Regions from separate parts of the Mus musculus genome. Here region 2 is linked to region 1. A link is a contact called in public promoter capture Hi-C data. All regions are on one chromosome and are shown on one strand. Each heading gives the region's core, a stretch centred on a gene start, on an enhancer-like site or on the middle of the called end of the contact. The rest is flanking DNA. Distances are from core to core; before and after follow the strand shown.

The links. Promoter capture Hi-C pulls out the DNA fragments that hold promoters and counts their contacts.
Region 2: a promoter capture Hi-C map of the HPC-7 cell line shows a contact between it and region 1, with 2.8 times the contacts expected there. The contact joins the promoter of Ugcg here to the enhancer-like site in region 1. A contact is called at or near these places in 5 of 39 promoter capture datasets (the C10 cell line, the HPC-7 cell line, HPC-7-derived erythroid cells and 2 more), 1 of 15 datasets of contacts at CTCF or cohesin (the G1E-ER4 cell line), 11 of 484 Hi-C or Micro-C datasets (CD4 T cells, the G1E-ER4 cell line, the HPC-7 cell line and 3 more), 6 of 115 datasets of contacts at active chromatin or transcription factors (the HPC-7 cell line, the SCID.adh cell line, embryonic fibroblasts and 2 more) and 3 of 9 other capture datasets (adipose tissue, liver and pancreatic islet).

Annotation. Positions count from the first base shown.
Region 1 is chr4:59,149,238-59,152,781 of GRCm38.p6, forward strand. No RefSeq gene overlaps it. Among named protein-coding and RNA genes, the nearest start is that of Shoc1, 12 kb to the left of the region's middle. Within about 2 kb of position 1,939, at least 21 of the 459 cell types and tissues checked have an H3K27ac peak or open chromatin away from gene starts, as enhancers often do. A contact at or near this core is called in the G1E-ER4 cell line, the HPC-7 cell line, LSK cells and 1 more, where this site is marked.
Region 2 is chr4:59,187,616-59,191,159 of GRCm38.p6, forward strand. Ugcg (UDP-glucose ceramide glucosyltransferase) reads left to right here and starts at 1,935. Exons shown (of 9, transcript NM_011673.3): 1 at 1,935-2,126. The coding sequence starts at 2,029.

The DNA.
Region 1 (3,544 bases), core at 689-3,188:
TGGTGGAGGGATGGTGCAGTTTGTGCAGCCCTGTATCTAGCAGGGCTGACTCTCACAGTCTGACTCAGGCTTGCCTCATGTCAAGCATCCGGGCTGCAGCTTCCCAAGCGCTGCAGGCAGCACCGTCAGATGATGAGCAGCTTCTTTTTGAAGCATCGTTGGGGTTCAGAAAAGAATAAAGTGGAGGTGTCCAAAACAAAATTCTCCTCTGACCCCTGACTCAGGAACCTCTTAAACTATGCAGATGAAAATTTCTCTTCTCCAAGACAGGCCATGGAAACTTACTTGTTTTCCCCAAAGCAAGTAATGAAGTCTAAACATATTGCCCCAACTCCAAGCGCCTTTCTATCTCAAAGTGTCCAATAAATTCTCTGACATACATGATATAATAAAAATCATAGGACCACTATTTCAGAGGCCCCTTCATATACCTACAATGAAGGAATGCTACACAGAGAGGCTAGAAAGAATCTAAATGTTTCTTAACTCTACCCATTAGCATTACACATTACTCTTCTTATCCAATTATATCACTACATGAATGTTCATACTTCATTGAACCTGTGCACAAAATGACCTACAAAATGCATGAACCTATAAAATGAAACTTATAAAATTATATGAACTAAATGCAAAAGGATTCATACTATATGATTCTAGTAGTATGACATATTTAAAATAATCAAATTTATAAAGGCAGAAAATTCACAGTGGTTACCAGGAGCTGTAGGGGAAGGTATTGGAAAAAATCGAGAGATATTGTTTAATAGGTAATATATGGGAATTTCAGTTTGGGATGATCATATAAATATGATTACTGTTATGAATTATATAGCAATGATATACTTATGTATGGTTTAAAGGGAAGTTTTTGCTTAATTTTATGGTAATTTTTAAGAATCTAGTTTTTAAAAGTTCTGTGTCCACCAAAAAGTAGACAAAAATAAGGCTGGGGAGATAGTTGGTTAAAAAAATTATAAAATATAGATTTCTCCATGAAAGCATTCAGAATAGTTGGGGCTTGTTTTGCTTTGTTTTGTTCTTGTTTTTATTGAGGCAGGTTCTCTGTATGTAGCCTTAGCTGTTGTGAAGCTCATTATGTAGATCAAGGTGGCCTCAGACTTAGGGAATCCACCTGCCTCAGCCTCCCAAATGCTGTGCTTAGCGATGTGCATCACCATGCCCAGCGCCATTCCATATATTGTGGAAGTTACTAGTCTATGAGCAGTTCATCTGGTTCTGTCTAAGCCACCTCATAAAGATGAAAATGATGTTAGTCCATATGATAGCTTCAAAATATGTAAAACTCCTATCACCCAAGCCCTTCCCATTGGAAGCTTTGTCGGTCACCTGGTCTAGGGAATGCCCTCTTCATAATGCCAGGTAACTCTGACTGCCACATTATTTCGTGTAGGAGTCAAAGTTAGGCTTTAAAGATCAGTTTATAAGTTTGAAGTCAGGTGATAATAAAACAACTGAGATCAACCTAGAAACTTCCCTCTCATGATGTAAGACTGCCTAGCTCCCTTGTCTCTGTCCTTTAAGTGCTGAGCAGGCAATTAGCCCATGCCTCGTTTAAAAACAAGGGAGACAAAAGTAGAAATAGTTTTTACACCCCATTGTCCTACAGGAAAGGTATCTCAGCAGTCCTGCCCCAAGCGAAGCACATTGGTTCTGTCTGGGACAGATATTCTGAACCTGAGCTCCATAATGGCCTCAATCATTTGACCATGGCTCAAGGGAATGCAAAATTCAGGAACAGCTAATTAAATCTACACTAGAAACAAACGAGCGATATTCAGATGTTTCTTATTCTACCGAAAATGAACTTATCTTCTCCTGCAGATTTTATGCAAAATCTTGACCACTTCCTGTAGGGAAGTATGTTTCCCTTCAGTGTCCCGTTCTGCTGTATATACTGATGACTTTTGAACCAGACATAAAGCTTGGTAACCCCCTCCCGCAAGGCCTAAAATATTAACTCTTTCTGATCCTAAATGCCTCTAGGATATCTTCCAGAATATGTCTTTCAATATAAAGTCTGAAAACTTGGAGATTTTGAGGAAAAGGCAAATGGTTTTCCAAACTGTTAGAAGTCCTGGAATCTATATTAAGAAATACTTAGGAAAGTCACAACCCACCTGTGAGACAGACTTCAAATGAGGATGGCAGATGGGACAATTTCACCATGACAGACCATTGCTGTCCCTACACCTCTATTCATGGAAAGGTTAATGACCTAAAAGCCTCAGGCAAGCTGAGAAACTCCAAACAGAGAAGTTGACACAGTAGGCAGTTAGAAGCTGGCAACCTTCTGACAGGAAAGTCAACATGTCAGAACCTCCATGGTGTTTACCTGAGGTATTGGGAGAAGATCTGCATATGGTGTTTTACACCCCCAAAGTTCCATTTTCTGCCATTTAACACCCCCCCAAAACAGGCACACCCTTGCCATGCTGTTTCCTCTCCCAAGGAAAGATTGCTGCCCTTCGTTGTTCTAAAAGGGACAATCTGCTTCTCTTGAGCTTGATTTCCTCTTTTAGTCTCACAATCCTCATCAACCGTTTAAATATTTATAAATATTAAATATCATTTATATATAGTACAAATGGAGAACACCAAAAGATATAATAACACTCAAACACCAGATACATAAAATCTAATAAAGGAATGGGAACACAGACCAGTGACAAGCACTGGAGCTGGAAGTTTGGTTTTGAGAGAGGTTGTAAATGTTATGTGTGAGATAGACAAACACACACCCTTGAGCTCTGTGAAGAATGATGGAAGTGTGCTCCTAACTGCTGCTTGGGATCAAAAGTTCTAATGAGCTGTAGGCATAAAGTGCAGTGGGTCCAGGCCCAGGTTATAGCCTTCCAACCAGGAAATGAGCCAGCACACCATATGCTGGCTGTAACTAGACCTTCCCTATTCGTGGTTTGGTTTGGTTTTGGTTTTGGTCTTTTTGAGACATGGTTTCTCTGTGTAGCTCTGGATACCCTGGCACTTGCTCTATAGACCAGGCTGGCCTTGAACTCACAAGAAATCTGCCTGTTTCTGCCTTAAGAGTACTGGGATTAAAGGTGTGCCCCACCACTGCCCAGCAAGTTTCCCTGTCTTTAATGTCATCTGCACCCTACTTCTGTGAGATGGAGTTCTGAAGAAGGGCCTGAGGGTGCATAGTGAATAAATAAAACAGCAAATAGGGAAGGAAGAGTGAGGAGGGCCAGATAGTGTAATAAGTTCCCACTTAAATTCCAAACCATGAACTTACCGTGAATGAATAGAGGTGACAACAACCAAAATAGCACTTCACCCAGAGTAGTTTCCTATGGACAATCAAACCAAAGTGAGGATATTTAAATACATCAAGTAGAACAACTTCCTTTTAAAATATAAGATTATAAAACAGCATAGGTATAAATGGATCTAGAACAAGGGCATATCTAAAATAGACAACTCAAAAATCTGGAAATAAGAAAATACAAAGTAGATATGTTGGCAGTTGCCTCCAACACCAGGACTCAGAAAGCTGAGGCAGGAG
Region 2 (3,544 bases), core at 685-3,184, 38 kb after region 1:
ATTTAACCAGATGAAGTGCAACAAAGTTGATCATTATTCACTTATACCCAGTTACACCAACTTTCTTTGTCCTTTCTGTGTTACCCACCATACTGCATGGAATCCTTTGCTGTAAAGGTCTAGGAAAGATTTGGAAAAAATGAAAAATGCTACAAAATGCTCAAATTGAGAAATTCATATCCTTGACCAAGTTCAAGGAAGTATTGAGAACACACAGCATTGTTTTGTATATGACTAGCAAACACATTTTAAGAAAAAGAAACCTGGCCTATTATTTTTATTTGTAAGATGTCACTGAGTGTGAGATGCATTTCCATTTTGGATTCTTGAAAATAATGGATTATTGAAAATGTGTTAAGAATGCTTTAAAAGTGGGCCTTAGAATTGATTAATCACAATCGTGGCATTTAAAACCCTGTGCTATTATTTCTATGTATGGATTCCATCCTGCTGTAACTCTATTAACCAGTAACTCTCAACAACTGGAAATTAATTTCGAAGCATGGTTCTTTCCCACTGATTTTTCACCAGTAGAACAAAGGACACTGCAAACCTTAAGGATTTTTTTTTTTTCCTTTTTCTTTTTTCGAGACAGAGTTTCTCTGTGTAGCCCTGGCTGTCCTGGAACTCTGTAGACCAGGCTGGCCTCGAACTCAGAAATCTGCCTGTCTCTGCTTCCCAAGTGCTGGGATTAAAGGTGTATGTCACCACTGCCCGTCATTTTTGGATTATTTTTTAAAAGTAACTTGAATAATAAACAGTTTAAACACAGAACAATTGTAAACAATATAGATGTATCCAGGCTGAAGAAACAAATGGAAACATTTACTACTAGCTTCTCCCAGTTGCGACTTAAAGTTAGAATACTCTTGTTTTTCCACCACAGGGATTCATTGAATTTGCCCAGCCTGGCCTGGAACCTGTGTGTTCAAGTTCAGGTAATTCTCCTGCTTCAGTCCCAGAAGTAACTGGGCTACATACAGGCTTCTCACACAGCCTAGCCTTCATTTCCCCATTTTCAGTATCGTGCACATGCATAATTAAACGTTTTAGTAATAGCAACATTTAACAGCTTTTTAAAAATGGAGTAACGTAATTTAACCCAGTATGACTAAAATCTATCATCCCAGCAAATAATACAAGATTTATGAATGAGATGGTTTGTCAGCGGTGTACTGGCAACACTTAACAGCCTAGCACTGCTCGAACTAGCTACATTTCCATAACTCTCTTGGCTACATCTTAGCCAAATTACACTCAGCTGCCCTAGAGAACGCACAATCTTGCGCGAATTCAGCATCAAGCGATTCTTCCAATTCTGAGTTTGGGGATTCCTTAAATAACACAGTCTCTTGGCTCCTCCGGATTTGGCCAAGATAAAGTGTAGAGGCGGCGCGTGCTGCTTAGAGACAGTGCAGGGGGGGGGGGGACCGCGGGCGCGGGCGGCGGCAGCGGTTGGTAGCTGCCGGGCGGCGAGCACGCGGGGGCAGCTCCACCCGTGGGCGCGCGGGCCGGCACCGAGGCGCGAGGGCGCCGCCCCGGGGGCGGGGGCACGGGCACCGGGCTCCAGAGGGCGGGGCAGGGCGGACCGCATCGTGCCGGGATTCGGACGCCGGCAGAGAGCACGGACCAGAACGCAGAGCCGCGGCGAGCGAAAGGGACGACGGCGACGGCGGCGGCGGCGGCGGCGGCGGCGGCGGCGGCAGCGGCAGCCCAAGGGTCTGGACCACGGGAGCCCGAGCGCGCGGCAACGGCCGCCTAGAGCGCGCAGCGCGGTCAGCCTGCGCTCGCAGCACACCAGCGCGCGCACGCTAAGGGGTGCGCGGTGCCGAGCGCGCGCCGAGTGGCCGGGGGCGCGCAGGCCCTGCCCGCCCCTTCCGTCCTCACGCCCGCCGCCCCGCCGGCCCTTCCTCTCCCACCTTCCACTCGCGGCCCGCGCCCCGCACCCGGCGGCCCCCGCGTCCTCCTCCCGCGGCAGCGCTGTCCGCGGCGGCCGGAGCGGGCCGGGCCGGGCCAGCGGGCCGGGGGATGGCGCTGCTGGACCTGGCCCAGGAGGGAATGGCCTTGTTCGGCTTCGTGCTCTTCGTGGTGCTGTGGCTGATGCATTTCATGTCCATCATCTACACGTGAGTTGGAGGGTCGGGGCCTCGGGGACGAGCTGGACTGGCAGGCGTGTGTGCGGTGGAGGGTAGCGTTTTGCGGGGATAGAGAAAGCTGATCCCCAAACGGCCCCCTAAATCGGTCTCCTTGGGGCGGTGCGACGCGGGGTCCTGGAAAGGGAATCGCGCTGGAGTCGCGACCCGACTCCTGGGTTGCAGGCGACTACCGAGCTCTAGGAGAGGAGCCTGCTTCTCTGTCTGGTGGAGGGTTGTCTACTTGGTTTGATTGTGTAGGAGATTCGTGTGATTTTTCTTCCCATCTGGGCGAGGATGTATGGTGTATTGTGAGGTTTTCCGCTCCCTCCGCGCCGGCCACGTCTCTATTATGGAGATGGTCCTTTACACTCTTCCGGGAGCTGATCACCACCACCCCAGGCTTCCCAGTGGATTACCTCCTTCCTAGAAGAGCTATGTGTTTAGCTAGGTGTGTAGCACCTGCCCGCCTTGAAGAAGGTCCGTCTCCGAGCCAGTGTTATAAAGCATCGAGTCCTGTCAGCGTGGCATTTCAGTATCATGTCTTTATTTATCTTTTTTCCAAGTCTTTATGTATTGGCTTGTTTGGAGTTACATCCTTAATCTGTTTTCCACACACATCTCTTCATTTGGCAGGTACCTCCTAAGGCCTACTAGATACCACCTGGAGTTGGGCTGGGGACATAGGTGAGAAAGCAGGACAAAACTCCTGCCCTCATGAAGCTTACATTCTAGAAGGATGAAACATGATAAAAATCTAAATAAGGTTATTCCCTATAAAGCTCATGACTAAAACAGAACAGAGTGAAGGGGCGGAGAGAGACATGACATAGGTGGCTGAGTTTTGATCCATCAATGAAATGTCTTTAAAATGAAGCCTGTTTAAATGTGTAGAGATGAACTCACTTGGCATTTTAGCCTGAAAGAGGAGGGAGGAAATTTATTTTTATTTATTTATTTATTTATTTTAAACTACCAGATAGGGATAGGCTAGAATAGGCTGTATGTTAATGAAAAACAGGGAAGGACGTTAGGCAGTTACTTTTTTTTTCCACTATAGAAAACATGTGCTTTTCTCCGATTGGTGTGCCATTTCCTGACGCCGAGAAAGACAACACCTGTATAAGATAAGCAGACAGGGTTTTGTGGGGTTTTTTTTGAAAGTGAAAGAAAACATACCCCGTTTGGAATTTAGAAATGTAAGCAGTATTCATTTTAACTACATGGGCTCTTTAAAAAGCAATAGTTATTTTATCAGGAATTTAGACAGTACAGAAAGGAATAAAGAAGATAGTTATAACATACTAAAACGTTACCTTGTTAACCATTTTTGCCTACCTTCCCAATTAGGTATATATATATCAGGCAGAAGAGGAGAGAGGAGATTGTACCATGTCATGACTGTTGTTCCA